Regions from separate parts of the Arachis hypogaea genome. Here region 2 is linked to region 1. The links are chromatin contacts, called in public Hi-C maps. All regions are on one chromosome and are shown on one strand. Each heading gives the region's core, a stretch centred on a gene start, on an enhancer-like site or on the middle of the called end of the contact. The rest is flanking DNA. Distances are from core to core; before and after follow the strand shown. Region 1 has its middle 8.4 kb from the start of LOC112796905. Region 2 holds the start of LOC112796906 (delta-1-pyrroline-5-carboxylate synthase).

What was found. Hi-C and Micro-C count contacts between places; a contact is called where the count stands out from the background.
Region 2: a Hi-C map of an unstated tissue shows a contact between it and region 1, with 5 times the contacts expected there. The contact joins the promoter of LOC112796906 here to the enhancer-like site in region 1. A contact is called at or near these places in 3 of 8 Hi-C or Micro-C datasets (leaf and an unstated tissue).

What each region holds. Positions count from the first base shown.
Region 1 is chr4:82,973,783-82,978,157 of arahy.Tifrunner.gnm2.J5K5, forward strand. No RefSeq gene overlaps it. Among protein-coding and RNA genes, the nearest start is that of LOC112796905, 8.4 kb to the left of the region's middle. Within about 2 kb of position 2,534, at least 2 of the 3 cell types and tissues checked have open chromatin away from gene starts, as enhancers often do.
Region 2 is chr4:83,118,627-83,123,001 of arahy.Tifrunner.gnm2.J5K5, forward strand. It overlaps LOC112796906 (delta-1-pyrroline-5-carboxylate synthase), which reads left to right and starts at 2,468. Exons shown (of 20, transcript XM_025839585.3): 1 at 2,468-3,057. The coding sequence starts at 2,884.

The DNA.
Region 1 (4,375 bases), core at 1,284-3,783:
AATTTGTTATTACTAATTCAATTAACTGGTTAATTGAGTAATAATTGTCAAATTATTAAGGTGCAAAATTATTGATTTACTCAATAGATTTCCATATATTATTTATATATCAAGTAATAATTTGAAATTATATTATTTACCCAGTTAATAATACTATTATTAATAATTATTTTTTACATTGATTTTTAAATCAATTATTAAATAATTATTTTTGTTAAGATAATTGTTTATAAATGATTTCAAATTATATTTTGTTAAGATATAATTATTTAGATTATTACTCATGGTAGGGTATAATTTCATTTTATACCAATTAATCAATTATAATTATATGACACGGGTGTAATTTTAATTTTATCCACCGATTATTGGCAAATAAATTTTATTCCAATTATAAATAAAATTTGTTTTTATTGGCAAATAAATTGTCTTTAGGTCAACGATTTAATATATGTGTAGGTTCATTTTTTGTCAAATATAATGAAAATACAAATAAAAAAATAAAGGATAAAAATAAACTTAATAATATCTGATACTATTTCATTTTATTAAATTATTCAAAAATAGCACATCCACAAAAAATAATCGTAATATATAAATTGAGGCAATAATTTAAAATTCTATAATTATAATTTAATCAAATACTAATAGTAAAACCAAATTACCTAAACAATATTGAACCTATTCTAGTCCTTAGTCACGTATAGTATAGAATCATTCTTGTAACGACAACCAACTGAAATAACATCGTAAGTTTCAATATTTAGAATTCATGCAAAATCAGACCATCCTCTTGTTAGATAAGTTTCATCATCCGCTATCCATGCAATGCGGCAAAGTATAGAATTGCCACACTGAGAAATCAAACTAACTCTTATTCCCCTCAATGGTATTGCATGCATGCAAAAGACAGCTGGTAATTTCTGAAAAAAATCAAAATATGTTAAAAAATTATTATAATAATGAACAGCTTAAACTAAAAAAATTTAAATATATTACCAATCGTTGAAATTGCATATTTGAATTTGTCACGAATTTAGCAAAACTAAACTGAAACTGAGAGAATTCAATTTCATTATGTTCTCCACTTCAAAGATTTTTGGGCAGACGTAAAAAGTATGGAGGGGATGGAACTTGAACTTGCCTTATAAAGTTCCGTGGATGCAATTCCTCAATCAAAAATCGAGCTCCTCCTAAGAAATCTAACTTTAACCACATTCCATTGGGTTGGTCATAATAGGTGAGTAGATCCAACCATCCTTCGGTAAAGTAGAGACTATTGTCTCTTCTTTGAACGCTTACATCCATGTAGTTGGAATTCGAATCAGTGAAGACAACTCGATGAGGTATTTCATGGATGTGATGCATTGTAAATGATTGTGACAAAAGACAATCGAACTGGAACATTAGACGATAAGAATAACTTAGAGTAACAACAAATAAAAAATTATCAAAAAGATAATATAATAGAATGAGTATATGAAAAATATTATAAAAAATTAGAAATTGTACCTTAAAAGGATCAACTTCAATAAAAAAACGAAGAATACATTCTTATTCTATGAAGTAGTAAAAAAAATAAAAAAACACTAAATATAAAATTATGAATTGACTCTCAAATTTAGATTCATGTACCACAGGAAAATACTATATATAGACTTTAGTAAAACAAAAATAAATATGTAAATTATCTATTATTAAGGTAATTTTTTAATAATGCATTAAATATTGATTTGATACAATTATGATGAATATATGTTCCTAAATTAGTATAATTATATATTAATTTCATCGTATCACGGGTAACAAAATTTTTTATTATTAGTATTACTATTATTGATATTATTATTATCATTAAGATGAATAAAAGTATTTTTAATTGAGAATTGATAAATAGTTTAATGGTGCATTAAATTTTGATTTGATACAATTATAATAAAAGTATGTTTTTAAATTAGTATAATTATATATTATTCATTAAATATTAAATACAAAATAATTATATTAAAGATATTTTTTATAAAATAATTTAGAAAAATTATTTGATATACGTGAATCGGATAACAAAGATTTATTATTATTATTATTATTATTATTATTATTATTATTATTATTACTATTATTGATATTATTATTATCATTAAAATTATTAAAAGTATTTTTAATTGATAATTGATAAGTAGTTTAATAGTGCATTAAATATTGATTTGATATAATTATAACGAAGATATGTTGCTAAATTAGTATAATTTTATATATATATATATATATATATTATTCATTTAGTATTAATTATAATATAATTACAATAAAATAATTTAGAATAGAAAAAAAATTATTCGTTTAGGAAAAACGGAAGTATAAGAGATCGACACGTCATATTTAGTAGTTGGGGGAAAATCCAATTTTAGTATATTAAGTAGATTTCGACCAATTATATGGTACAGATGTTAATGATACAGATTCAAGAATTGAGTGACAAGTGGCACGGCGCTCCTTACAGGGGACAGGCTTGTTTGAGATCTCTGCAGCTTGTCGGGCTTGCTTGATGGAGCCACGGCTAGGGAGCGAAAGAGCTACCGTGCAAATCCCGTAATGTGTCTAGGAAAGTAATGGGCTCTGTTCTTTATTTTTTCTTTTTTGTCATTGGGAGTGGGCTCCTTTATATGTATACAATTCTGTATATGGATTGTGCTTGTAAAACTTGATAGTGGGTTTAGGGAGAAGTGGATAAAGTATAGTGTATCGACAAAAAAAATAAACTGTTGTATCTATGTGTAGAGTTTTTTATATGGCCGAAACCAACATTAGTTATTACTATTATATTGTTGTGCATGTTTACAGAAGAAAATAATTGATTCAAAATTTTTGAAAAAATATATGTTGTATTACGCATGTATTTGGATAATGTGTGTTTTTCTAATAAAATTTTAAGAATGAATATAAATATTTGAAATAAATTGGTAATGTACAGAACGTCTCTGATACGGTTCAGGAGGGGAATCGGGAACCTGCGGGTCGAGATGGATGTCGGACAGTCCAAGCGGAGCGGAGGGGAGATACCTGCAAAGACACTCCGACGCTCAAGTCAGAATGGATCCAAGAGGTAGGGAGTGTGAGGGATGAATGAATACCTGAAGGGGACTTGGGTCCTTTTATTTATAGGAGATGGGGACCTGTCTTATCTTATCTTATTTGGTTTAAGATAAGGGAGATGTTTGAGTTTGAAAGTTGGTTAGGAGCTCCTTAGGGCCGGTTTTGGGCCTTTCGGAAGGGGGAGACGGGTTGGTCCGAGGAGCCGGGTTCGGGTCCGGTCTCGGGTCCGGGATCCGTGGGCCGGATCCGTAACAGTTGCCCCCCAGCGGGAGAGCGAGCAAGGTCGGTTTGTCGCTAGGAGGTGAGGCGTTTTTCAGTGCGTCTCCAGTCTTTCTCGAGTGTCCGTTCGGTGACGAAGTCGGCCTCTCGGTTTTGTTTGGTGAAAGATTTGTCTGACCATTTTTGGTCTTGACATGACCTTTCCGTGTCTGCTGCGCCCGTTGCGTTCTTCGAGGCGTGATTTATTAGTTTGTTTTTCCAAGGGGGCATTTATTGCGAGAGGGTTTTTTCTCTTTCTTGCCCCTGTGAGTCTTCATTGTGCCTAGGGTTAGTTGTGTCTTTTTGCTTTCTTTTGAAACCGTACCTGCTTTTGTTCCATTTCCCTCGTCCGTTTCTTTTTTCTAAAGGAAAAAACTCTTCATTTCTGAAAGGGAACTCCTCTTTTCTCCGTGGTTTTTACTTTCTGGTGCCGCTCTGTTTCTTCTGTCTTCCTAGTTCTTCCTCAAGCTTCCTTCTAAATTACCAGGTTGGCATGCTTTGCCTTTTTCTTCTTTACTTTGTGCATGCTTGTTCTGTTTTTGCCATGCGTTGTTCTGCCTATTTTTCCTTTTTTATTGCTTGTTTATTGTGCTTGGTGTTTCATTTGTTGAGTTTTGGGGGAGGGGCTGAGCACCGCCATTTTTATCTTGATTGTAGTGGTGGGTCATCGCGTTGGGTTGGTAGTGGTGCTAGGTTTTTGTCTTGTTACTGCGTAGAGTTGGTAGGCTAATGGTGGTGCTCCTCCCTGTTTTAGGTATGCAGTGTCGGAGAAATGAGGGTGTGGGAGCCTCAGTAGCCCCTTCCAGGGGCGTTCCCAATCGCTATGGTTGGGTGACCAGCGATGTATGGGGTGTTCCGTTGCGGATGACGGAGGGTGATCTCCAGCGGCTCCGCGACCAGGGGGCAATTTGCGGTGGTGGTGATGAGGAGGGGCGATATGAGCTCGTGCTCCCTGATGCCAATGAGCGCGTCTGTTATTTGAACCTCCATTCGCCCACCGTGCCGGACTGGATGTGGGTTT
Region 2 (4,375 bases), core at 1,218-3,717, 140 kb after region 1:
AGAAGTGTTGGTGCAAAATAGACTTAATGGTAGCAAGTTTAAAAATGGAATTAGCTTAAGAACAATATCGTCAACATAGACTAGAAGGATAGAAATTTGAGTACCAGTGAACTTAACAAATAGACTATAATCAGATAAGATCTGTTGATATCCATGAGATAGTAAAAGATGAGAAAGTTTGTCATACCACATACGACTAGATTGTCGTAAACCATACAATGACTTCAGTAGCTTGCAACATTGACTTGGTCGATGATATGTAAATCCGGGTGGCAGAGTCATATAAACATCTTCATAAAGATTTTCATGTAAGAAAGTATTATTGACATCCAACTGATGTATGGGTCAATGCTTCATAGATGCTAATGCCAAAACCAATCTGATGGTGGCAGGCTTGACAATAGGGAAAAAGGTTTTCAAGAAATCAACACTTTAAGTAAGGGTGAATCCTTTAGCCACAAGGCGTGCCTTATATCAATCAATTGAACCATCAAGCTTGCATTTGATGCGATAGATCCATTTATAGCCAACCAGCTTAATACCTACAAGACAATCAAAAGATGCCAAGTTTTGTTCAACTCAAGAGCATCCAGCTCATCTTTCATAGCATTACGCTAATTAAAATATTGATTGGTGTGTTTAAAAGACTTTGCCTCAATATCAGAATGTAGAGATAAAAAAAACTTATGATAAGAAGATGAAAGAGAAAAAAAGACGTAAATAAAGATAGGGGATACCAGCACTTTAAGGGAGAGAAATTTGTGGAGGTGAGAGAGGAATTGCACAAATAATAAGAGATATATGCTAAAGATCAGTGAGGTCAGTCAGAATGATGAGGATGAGATTGCTCAGGTTATGAGGAAGGTAACGTGGGATGAAGAGGTGATAGTGGACTAATGTCTATTGCAGAAGGAGGAAAGAATGTATGACTTGAAATAGATTCGGTGGTCATGGGTTCAAGTTGGTTAGGACATGACAGTGAGAAAGAAGGAGAGGTTGTTGGAGAAAAGAAACAATTAGATGGAAGTGGGTCAATGGGCATGGATAAGGTTTAACTGGAAGACTAACTAAATCTTATTTTTGACAAGGTGTGTCTGGCAATGTTGGGCTGGGTGTATGAAATTGGACATTTTTTGTGACTAAGGGCAAGATCATTTCATAAAAAATTAAATTTCTAGAGATCTCAATTCTTTTATCTTCTAAAACATAAATAATTTATCCTTTAAAATCATGTTCAAAACCAATAAACATAGTCTTTTTGGCTCTTGGATCAAATTTTGATCTATTTGCCATTAGGGTAGAAATAAAACATAAGTATCCAAAAATTTTAAAGTCATGATAAGTTGGTGGATGATTAAATAAAATCTTAAATGGTGTTTTAAAATTAATTGCAGATGATGGAACTCTATTAAACAAATAAACACCATGTTTAAGAGCATAAGACCAAAAAGATAATGGTAAGTTAGATTGAAATATAAGAGCAAAAACTATATTCAAAATATGTTGATGCTTGCGTTCTACCCTTCCATTTTGTTGAGGAGTATCAGCACAATTACGTTGATGAATGATGCCCTTTGAATCATAAAAATCATGTAAAATGAATTCTGGTCCATTATCGGAATGGACAACTTTGACATTAGAGTTGAATTTTGATTTGAAAAATTATTAACAATAGAAAAAGTACTGAAAGAACAAAGATAATAAGTAGTTGGATTTGGCAAAAGTCCAAGTTGGTTTGAAAGACGAGTTTTTTTATTAGAAGAATGGTTATTTCTGTTTTGCGATCTAAAAAATGAGTTTTAGCCTTTCTTAGAAGTGCCATAAGAAAAGAGTGCTGGGCTAACGAGAGAGTCAAAGGAGGCTCTGATGAAGTTGCTGGTGTGCCCTTTCTCTTTGACCTAGAACAAAGTAGAGAGGTAAAGGGACAACAACAACATTTATAGAAGAATGATTATTCATTGTAGGAGGGGTTGATGGAGTTTTGGGATCTGGATTGATTGGTTTATCCATAACTGTCAACAGAGTTCAAAATCGAGTTCTGATATCATAATAAAATTTAAAGAATATGCAAAGATAACGAAAATTGTGTTATCTATTTGTTGATTGAAAAAATTATAAAAGTAAAATTAATATATAAGCCGAAATTATAACCAAAATAATTTTATTAGACTCAATTTATGACTTGATAGAAGATTTTTTTATTATTATCATGAGTTAAAGTAAATGAATATTTAATAAACTTGACCCATTTTGACAATCTTAATTATAATCAATTATATATTTGCTTATGATATAGTTTTTGAATTTAGAAAATATTGGCAATATATAACATCAATTTTAATTCTAACCTATATAAAATAAAATCAAATATACTAACCGAAAGCTATGTAGTACACATATAAATTAATATTTAAGAAAATTTTTTTTGGCACATATATATATATATATACTTTTAGTACATTGAAACATATATTATATATTATTCCCGAAATATATGTCTTATGAACTTATGGGAGGCGGCGTAAACATGTGTAGTAATAATAAGCTTAAAATAAAGCATTTGTATCATATAATTGATCACTTGAACCGGAAGGAAATTAAGTACTTGTCAAGACTCAAGAGTAGTAAATTAAACTTTGTATTTTATATAACAATGATTAATCTTAGTAGCACACGGAAACCACATAACAACAAATAAAATTCGGTTTAGCATTCTTTAACAAACATGTCTGTATATACGTATGAATAATGTATGCATATATAAATACCCAATCGTTAAAAACCAGAACCAAGTGCTTTCAGAAAACAGCACCTTAGCTTGTATTCCAAATTAATTGGAGCTTCATTTGTCTAAGGTATCAGAACCAGATAACATACACAAAGATGCAGCCTCCCGTCAAAAATGGTTTCAACGTGTTTTTGGGCAACTCGACGGAGTGGCGCCTTTCGAATGGGCCGGCTTACTTGAACTCGCCGACGGCATACATAGAACCTGAATCAGTCACCTTGGATCCTTCTCGAGCTTTCTTGAAGGATGTCAAGCGCCTCATCGTTAAGGTTAGTTATTATTTGTTAGCCCAAACAAATGAATTCTATTGACAACCATTTTTTTTTTTTTGGTTACAGAACGGCCATGAAATTTGAAAATATAGACCTTATACATATATACAGAACAATTGTGCACTTATCATGAGTTTTATTTTTGGTATTTGGTATTATATATTTTTTTAAATTTCTCTGTTTTGCTATTTATTTTGTTTAAAACGCGAAGTAGCTTGAAAACCATTATCACTAGTTCATCCCTACTGTCTTTGTATTTTTATTTTATTCTCCCGGGGGATGGATTTTTTTTTCTATTTTTATTTGTTATTATTATTTTTTAGAAAGAAATCTGCATTGTTTGTCCCCTGCTTTGTATATAGTTCACAGAAAACCTTGTAAATGTTGCCCGTCTCAACTCCAAATTGGTTTTTAATTTGATTTCTTTTTTATTCGTTGCGTTTTTCGTCACGATGGCTCCTAAAACTGTGTTTTGGGTTATTTAATCTGGATATTTGGTATTTGGGGAGAAACGATGAGATTATTGAACCCATAGTGTGGTTCCACCAAGAGTTGTTCTTAGTTCACCATACTATTAGCAGCTAACGGAATATGTTATGCCTTGAAATGTCATGATCAAAGTGTCCTTCAATCTATCATGGGCTATATGTAATTATGTTATGTAAGAAAATTTTTGGATTATGTCATTGATTCAAGAAGTTATATTTTGCATATTTATCATGTTTCGCCATTTAGTTGATACATAATTTTATGAGCAATGTTAGGGGCCAACAATTTTTGTGATTGTTAGCCATCAACTAGACATCAATGATGATTTGATGGTGTGAGATTGGTGTGAGATTTCATCCAATGACTCACATTTTTTTGCTGGTTAAATGCTGGCCAAAATTCAACAAAACTGCTGACCCCTAGACTTTTCCTAATTTTATTTCTGAAATACGTATGGCTGTAAACTTCATTTCATTCTAATTTTTAAAAGGATTGTATATCAAATCAATATATATATATATATATATATATATATATATATATATGAATTGATATACAATATTACTTTATGTTTACTGATCCTTATTTTTCATTTTTCTTGTTATAATATTACTTCTTTTCATAGATGTTATAGCATTATTTATAGAATTATGGTACGTGTGCATTAAAATTAGTTATCAAAATTAGTTATTAATATTAAAATATATATTAAAATATAAATATATATTAAAAATAAATTAAATTACATATATATTTATACATAAATATATTAATAATTAATTTTAGTGTACAAATATCATTTGATTTATTAACGGAAATTTATAAC